Linked DNA regions of Gossypium raimondii: region 2 is linked to region 1. The links are chromatin contacts, called in public Hi-C maps. All regions are on one chromosome and are shown on one strand. The core of a region is the stretch at or near the end of the contact, and the rest is flanking DNA. Distances in the headings are between cores, read along the strand shown.

Evidence for each region. A called contact is a pair of places that touch in the nucleus more often than the background predicts.
Region 2: a Hi-C map of leaf shows a contact between it and region 1, with 2.6 times the contacts expected there. The contact joins the enhancer-like site here to the promoter of LOC105773273 in region 1. A contact is called at or near these places in 2 of 2 Hi-C or Micro-C datasets (both in leaf).

Annotation. Positions count from the first base shown.
Region 1 is chr6:9,150,193-9,154,679 of ASM2569854v1, reverse strand. It overlaps LOC105773273, which reads left to right and starts at 2,288. Exons shown (of 3, transcript XM_012595020.2): 1 at 2,288-2,745; 2 at 3,047-4,487. The coding sequence starts at 2,515. The coding sequence ends at 3,235. It overlaps LOC105773272, which reads left to right. Exons shown (of 6, transcript XM_012595019.2): 3 at 1-32; 4 at 516-614; 5 at 701-835; 6 at 913-2,085. The coding sequence ends at 1,929.
Region 2 is chr6:9,407,239-9,411,754 of ASM2569854v1, reverse strand. No RefSeq gene overlaps it. Among protein-coding and RNA genes, the nearest start is that of LOC128042065, 19 kb to the right of the region's middle. Within about 2 kb of position 2,509, the one cell type or tissue checked has open chromatin away from gene starts, as enhancers often do. A contact at or near this core is called in leaf, where this site is marked.

The sequences.
Region 1 (4,487 bases), core at 1,039-3,538:
TTTGCCTTGACATTCTCAATCTTCCTCCCAAGGTTAGTTTTGTTTTTGTCCCCAAGAAAATTGTAGTGATACTAAGTATTTATCTTGCATAATTTCCTTTGTATGCTTTTATTATATTTGAAGAGACAGTGAAACGATTATTTCAAAAACTTTTCAACTGATGGTTGGAAGGACTCAATTGTTCCGTTTAAGTTTCTAACTTTAAAACTTTAGATTTATATTCACTCAAAGAATGTTGTTGACCGTATGTGCAATATAATGGATCCTTGATCTTCATCCGAGTGGAATCAAGTTTAAGGTTATTGAACTTTCAATTGTTTACAGGGACCATTAAACATGAAGAATAGACTGTCTGATGTGTAAGTTTAGTAGAGGACACTGAAAATTTTATGCTAAAAAACCATGTTTGCCTCGTTGATTTCTCTTCTATTTCACTTCTAAAATGGAAGTTTTGTTTCTTTAAAGTACCTGATATATGATATGTGACATGAAGAGTATGGTCCTCATCTAAACAGGGGGCATGGCAACCATCATTGAACATTTCAACAGTGCTTACAAGTATAAGGCTATTGCTCAGCGAACCAAATCCTGATGATGGCCTAATGTGTGAAGCAGTAAGTAGAATTTCTCTCAAGATAAATTGATTTTCTTTTCTTTTCTATGTTTTCCCTTTGCTTTTGATATGTTGATGAATCTACAGAGTAGGGAATACAAATATAATAGACAAGCTTTTGACCAAAAAGCACGATCAATGACTGAAAAATATGCCAAGGCTGGAGCTGGAGAAAGCAGTTGTAGCTATCAATGCACGGAAACTAAAGTTGATTCAACGATGGTATTAGCAGTTGATTTATTTGATTTTTATGTTGTTTGTTTTGGATTCGTTATTCTTCATACTTCTTTTGATTGCAGGTGGAAGTTCAAGGATTGGACCTAGCATCAAACCATGGTGCTCTGGAGCTTAGTCCTAGCAATAAAAGAACACATGGCATTAGCCAAAAGTTATCACTGGAATCTACAATCTTAAACAAGAAAAAAGATGCTGACCGGAAGGTGCCTAATCACAACTTATTTCTCTCGGCATCGGGAACTCAAATGGAATGTAAGCGAAAAAGAGAGAAGGAAAATGATGTGTTGAGCGGATACAACCTTAACCATGAAAAAGTTAATGGAAAGGGGCGGAAATCATCTTCGATAGTGTCTGGTCAGTGCAAGGACGATTTTGATAACAAGGAGAATGTGGACCCAAATTACCTATCATCACTCTACCAACATCAAGCTTCCTCTGAATCCTCATTTTCTCAGGCTAGCCACAATCAACAACTTGACCTGCATGAAGATGGTAATTCAGCAAACAGCAGCACAAAGAGCAGTTCAAAGCTATGCCAAAGCCAGAAAGATCCATTTGGGTCTATGGAACCAATGCAAACATTTGAAAAAGTGAAAATTCTTGGGACAGTTGAAGAGAGTCATGTTGACAGAGCCGAAAACATCTCTGCCAATAAAAAAACTGAGAAGCTTAGTTCAGTAGGTAAAAAGCTTTCACTGGGACTCAAAGGCTCATCACATAGACAACAGGTGAACAACAAAGAGAATGTGATGCCGGTTCAAAACTTGCCATATTCAAAGCCCCAAACTCTTGAAAAAAAGGGGCTTGGTCGTAAGCTATCTTTAATTCCTTCAACACAACAACTGCAACAGGGATGCAGGGGTGACCAGAAGCCGCAGTCTCATCAAGTTGTTCAAAGCATGCAAGCTGATGTGGAGGTAAAGGAGAAAGGAGCAGAAGAAATGGAACAAGAATCTTCAATATCTGAAAAGGTAGTAGTGCTAGATAGTGAAGACAGCGAGGGGGAAAATCAGACTGCCCCATTGAGGTGGAGAGTGCCACTAGCAGCTAGGAAGCGCCTTGGGAGGTGGAGAGTTTAAGGCTTGAATCAAATAGTTATAGCTTTCTCTAGTACTATTTGGGTTCTTTGGTGTATTTGCATGGATGCTTTATTGAATGAAACTTTTAAAAGTGTTAAAAGACTCTTTGGTATATAACATGGTCCATGGTTCTATGGACAATAGAATCTTAAAGTAGAGATTTTGCAATTTCATCAGAAAAACTGGTTTTGATTAAAATTAGTCTGTTGATGTAGAACGCCATTTGGTAATAACTCTCTAATGTAGAAATGAAAAAACTTATTACCTCCTATTGCATCCCGAAAACGAAAATACAGGAAAAATACAACCTGAAGATATTTAAATGAAGTAGAAAGAGTTCTGAAATTTTTTTAAAGTTAAATGACAAAAAAGTAAACTTATCAGTTAGTTTTTATTTAGGGGGTACACATAAAATCTGAAAGAGTGAGAGGGCTGAGCCACCAGAAATTAGAGTTATGGTCATTGTTTGAGAAACCCACTCTTGAGTAGCGCACGACTTGGAGAAAAGGCGGTCGGATTTGTATAAGACCCTTTCTTAACTCTGTTTCGCCCCAGCTTGGGAAGCAGTACACCCCACCAAATACCATGGCATCTTTCATTTGCATCTCCTTATCCCCTCCGTCCATAACCCTAGCGCCGCCCTCAACCACCTCCACCTCTTCTTCTTACACTTCCACGGGTGTCATTTGCAGATACCCCCTCGCCTTTAGAGTCTCTAATGGCCATCAACGGAGCAGGAGAAAGACACGTCATGTGGTTTGTATGGCTCCCGAGGAAGAGAAATTGACTCGCCGCAATCCCCTCGATTTCCCCATTGTAAGTCCTTTATACTCTGTAACTAGTTTTTTATTTCCTTGCTGATGGGTTTGGGAAATTTCAAGTTTTTCGCAGTCGGGGCAATCCCTAACTACATGATACGATACCTGTGGTCAGCTTTTGTGAACAAAAAAACATTATGCAGTAATAGTTAAGATGATGGTTTTTTTTTTTTTTGTTTGTTGCTGTAATACTCTGTTTTGTTGTGTTTGATTAATGGGTAGTGGCAGTTTGGCTTAGATAAATCAATCATTTGAGAAACATGTTTTCATTGTTTTTTTTTCCTTTGTTTAAATGGCAGGAGTGGGAGAGGCCTAAACCCGGGCGTAGACCTGATATATTTCCTCAATTTAGCCCTATGAAGACACCATTACCACCACCAATGCCATACGATCCTCCGGAAGAAGATGAAGAAGAGGAAGAAAAGAAAGAGGAAGAGGAGGAAGATCCTGAAAAGGAAGAAGAACCCGAGAATCCTGACAAACAATAGTTAGAATGTGCTTGGTTGTGAACCTGAAAATACTTGTCTGCCTCACTTTTTTTGTAGTAATGAGTTTCAATGGTGGTTCCAACTTGCTTATTTGCTTAGCATATTTGAGTGGATGCAAGAGTCATCCATTTTTGGAGTATCTTCCTCAGGCTAATATAGGCTAAGTTAGGTCGTCTAAGTTCCTATTTTCGGAGCATAATAAGTTACAAGTCTTTCCGAAATGGAATATACTAGTTTCTTTTGGCTACTCTGTTCTTAGCTGCTGTTTTCTTGTTCATTTGTTCTGAAAAATCCAGAGTGCAATATAAGGGTTAGGACTTCATGGTTTGATTGTTGGTTATCTTGATGAGAGGATGAGCGGATTTGGATTCTCATCGTGGAGCTACTTCTATTGCATCTATGACTTGAATCTTTGATATCCTCTTGTATTAGCTCTCCTTAACCCTCATCTTATGATTTAAGTCTTCTCTTGCAAGATCCACAAGAGGAATAAACAGAGATGATCTTTGCTCACAGCCCGATCCCCAGAACAGAATTGCTTCATAACTATTTATCAAACTTCCGGGTCCCCTTCTAAAGTTCATACATTTTGTTTTTTTAAAAGAACATTTTTTGTAGTTGGAATTTGATGAAAATGACAAGGATCATCACAGTGAGCAGCAGCATTTAGCTTCATCTTCTCTCAAAAGGCATCATGGATGGGGTGTCTGCGCTTCTGAACATATAATCACAATGAAGAAATACAATATGATTGGATTTTATGCTAAACATGCCCAAATTACATAACTATAGACATGATTAGCTAGAACTTTTAGAGGGAAAAAGGAACACATATCTCTAGTTAGCTTCTATCATGGATATATGGACGATATTTGCCGAAAGATTGCCTGATTCAGTATCAGGAAATGTTACCCTTGTTTCAGTTTTAGTAGCATATGCAGGTTCTTTTGGTTCTTGTAGAAATTTAGGCCCAAAATATAGTAAATGTTATGTCATAAACTTTTTCGTTTATATTACTATGTGCCAACTCACGCTGTTTGTATCATGGACTCGATTGTGACGAAATATTCTTGGCATTCCAAAATCTGATATTTAGGGTTCACATCATCATCATCAAGAAAAATATTACTAGTTTTCCAGTCTGTATATTACTCATAATCTAGAATATATATATATATATTGTAAACGTGAAATGTGGCAGTTAGTGGAAGAGAAAGAATCAATGAAATTAGATGGAAGGCTTGGAAAACAG
Region 2 (4,516 bases), core at 1,260-3,759, 260 kb before region 1:
AAATTCATTGGGTGGTAAACTATGTCCCTAGGGAAACAATCAGGATTGTCAAGATAATTTCAGCTAACGTGGAAGGAGTTAATGTGTTGACAGCAGCTCCAAAGGATGTTCTTGAATCCTTGATAGCAATAAGGCCAATGTTATATATATATTAAGCATAGTTTAAAGTTTTATAGTTATTTTCTCACAAAAAAATGTGTCAAGACCGTAACAGTTCCTATATTATACCTTAAATTGTAAATAAATTAATAAACTACTCCATGTTTCTTACATGAAGAAATAAAATAATCTCTCCTTAATTTGTGTTTTTAAAGGTTTATTTTGGTATTTTATATATAAGTTCATACAAATTAATCCATAATATTTATACTTTTATTTAATTTGGTCTCCATATTTGAAGTAAATTGTTTTAACCTTTTGTTGCTTATGTGACAATATCTAATATTATATATCACCTCCATGAATAATATAAAATTTATAAGAAAAATTCAAAAAATAAATTTCCAAAAAATCTTTAAAATTTTCCAAAAATCATGAAAAAATAAAAAATATATATATCTCTTTCATGTTTTTTTTAAAATTAAAAATAAACTTAAATTTATTTTTCGAAATTTCTCAAATTTATTTCCACTTTTATTTAGAAGTCTTCAAAATGTCGTCTTTAAGGAATGCCGACTCAGTCCCTCAATAATGGAAAGTATTGTCCCCTAGGAGGGTTTTGCCCCCCTCCATAGAGAGTTGTTTATTGTTCACAAAGAAAGGCATCTTGACTATACATGATGTACGGCCACCCACGAAGAAATAACGTGACCATATCTGTGAATTGTACACGACTCTCTATGAAGGAATGACAAAACCCTCTCAAAAAAATAATACATTCTATTGTTAAAGGACTGGATTAACATGTCATAGTACAATTCAACTTTAAATGCGTTGTTGCCACTCCTCTTCAAAATTTGAAAAACATCATCAACCTTTGGTTTGAGCTTGCCAAAACTTTCTAATGGAAATCGTTTCTTTGAATCCAACTGGTGACAACAATTAGAAGTTTCTCCAAAACCTTTTAAGAGAGTTTTCAAATATTACTTGTTTGCTAATATGATATTTTCAGGGTAAAAAGTCTAACAAGAAGGAACCGATTCAAAACTAATATTGAATCCCGCAAATTACGTAAGATGATTTTAAGGGATTAAGTCAAACGTAATATTATCATAATGATCATGATATATGTTTTGACTTATATTTCAATTAATTTTCCAAAGTCAAAGTGATTTTAAAAAATTAAGATTAAAGTGACAAAATAATAAGTATTATGAACTAAATGATGATTAATATTATTTTTATGATGTTATTTTTATTTTCATAATACTAAAGAATTAAGAATTACATATTTAATGATCGAATATGTATTTAATAATACTTATATATAAGTTTTTTATCATTGCACCTATAATTATTATTATTGAATAATTTTTTAAAAAATTCATAATATATTTTCTTATCTACATTATAAGTGACATAATCGAGCATAACTAATACTGATATTAACCTTCTGATTTGGTGAAAGACAATGACTGTCCCACAGAAAAATTACAGGTATCACCAAAAACTTGATCAAAAGTTAGATATTCAAAACAAAGGTTGGGAGGGATTCCCATGAAAATTAAAATTGATAAAATATTGGAAGGTGGGTTTTGGAAAACCAAACAAAGAAATTAAAGGTGATATAACCAAATCAGAGTTACTTTCCCAGAAATCTCCTTTCCTTCCAAATTCCCAATGGGTTGTAGGCCAAAACCGAAATAAGAGAAAATAGAGAACAAAAATGGGTATAAATAAGAAGACTTGAATCAGTATAAATAAAAAGACTAAAAAGTAAGATGAAAAAGATTACTAGAGTGAAAGAAAAATAGAAGAAAGAACAAGAGAGAAAGGTGAATCATTGAGTATTTTCATTCATGTCATTTACAAAAGAAATTTACCACTCAAGAAATAATCATAGATTATTAAATAAATCTAGGAATTTTATGAGAGTAAATGAAAATTTTCAATGTTAATTTAAAATTATTTGAAAGATGCAATAATGGTGGCACAATTTTCTGTTTTTATTAAATAGATTTCAAAAGTAAAATTAGGATTACATTAGGAAAAAAGTTAAATTAGAATATTATTGACACCGTCAAAAAAATAAGCTTATTGAGTAAATCTCATCTAAAATGTTTAAAAATTATTTTTAATGTAATTGGAATTATATCAACTTAATCTATCGGATCAGTTGAATTAAGAATCCATTAAGTATAAATGGTGATATTAAATCAAGTTTTGAGTAAAACGCTCAAAATCACCCTTGAACGCAGCATTGGAATTGATTGAACAGATAAAAACTAGTAGAACTGGTTTGCTATCTATTCTTACCGAAACCCATCAAAAGTCGGCCCAAATCTGTTAACCCAAAAATAAACTCTGGCCTACAATCCAAATTTTGGAGGAATAGTTGGACCTCTTTTTAAGTTTTTAATGGCAATGGAAATTCTTGTTAGAGCAAGAAACTTGTCTGAGATCTCAGGAGTGATTATCCGCCCAATCAATACCTGCAAATCTTAATAGTAAGGTATGGCAGCCACCATTTTAATGGCAATGGAAAGCCTTTGAAATTTAACTTACTTATACATCCTACTGCCTAAATATCCTTCTAATATAGAGCCGGAATATAATGAAGTTAATTGAGTTCAAGTTGAGTTAAAAATATAAGGATATAAATTAAGAACTTAATTAAATTTGACTTGAGTTTTAAGTGAGTTTTATATTTTTTCTAAAAAAAAATTGAATTTAATTGATTAGTTGAATTAAGCTCCTTTATTTAATGGAAAATAAGTTTCATTTCCATGCTTAAGTTTAAATTTTTAGCATTGTGCTTGAAATTTTTAATAGTAATTAAATGTAAAATTTGTATTAAGTGCTTTTATTGCTTAAAAACCAAATGATCAAACAAATATTATGTCTTTTATGAATACAAACTTTATTTGTGTTAAGTAAATGATGATTATACTAAATGTCAACTACTTTTGAAAAATAATTGAGAGAAAAATAACGTTTTAAATATAATGAAAATAAAAATTTAATTAGTATGTAAAACTATTAAAATAATATACAAATTTAGAATTATATAAGAAAGTAAATACAGAAAATATTTATATTAAATTAATGATCACATTTAGTAATAACGATTAAAAATAATTTTGAAATTTGAATTTCTTTTAAAAAATCCACAAAATATTTGTCACCTCCACCAAACAAATAATAGATAAATAAAAACATGAATTTAAGATTGTTTGCTTCACATAATATAAACAACTTACAAAAATTAATATCATAATATCATATTAATAATTTTATCTTAAAATTAGCAAAATTTTGTTTACATCAAACTTTTTAAAATTAATAAATGTAAATTAAATATAATTATTTTTTTTATAATCACACGTGTTTTCATCCGTTTTATAGCTTAGGATCAATCTAGTTCGGGCCAGAGTATTTCAGTAAAGCTCTCCCAATAGTGGCAAAGCCAGGGGGCTGGCAGAGGCCCTGCCCCCTCTAAAATGGAAAAATTTTTATTTGGGAACTTTATAATTTATAAAAATTTAAATTAATAATAGTAAAATTACATTTTAACCCCTAAAAATAATAAAAAATTGATTTAATCATTTAAAAATTATAAAAATAACTATTAAAATGGTGAAATTGCAGCTTTACTATCGTAAAAATATACAATGTAATTTCGACACCCTCAAAAAAATTTTTTGGCTCTGCCACTATCTCGCAACAACCACAACTCTAAGATTTGAACTTGGTTCAAATTATAATATTTTTAAAATTTTTTCAATTATTACAAAAATTTAATAATTATTATTTTAATGTTTAATTATCATAACTTCTATTAACTTTTTAGTTAATAATACTAAAATATATTTTATAATTATTTTAAATATTAATTTAATAATGTAATAAAAAATAAAATATTTTTATCCATTCAAATTTCTTTCCCAAATTTGTACTTTTATATAGATTATAAATATTAAACTTGATTAAAATGTTAAACTTAGTTTCATGATTGTTTATGTGAAAATGAATAGTCGAATACAGTATTACTTTTATATTATTAAACATTTTTCAATTGAATGATATTGTTAATGTTTTAATTGAATTTCGAATTGATGTTTATGTCATTATTGATATTTATTTGTGCTTTAAATTTTATAAAAGATTTTAATTCTCTTTTATTCTTTACGGATTTTTTCTATATTTTTCTATTTTAAATTTTTATTTTTTTAAATAGACGTTTAAATCTACCGTCTAACTGGTTGAACCAATTAAAATTAAGAGTCAATGGTCTAACTAATTTAACCATGATTCGATTATGAAAGCATTAATTGTTTTAGACCATAACTATAATTTTAGGCCTTATTTGATTAAACATGGAAAATTTTCAATGCATTATTTAAGGATATACAAGGCA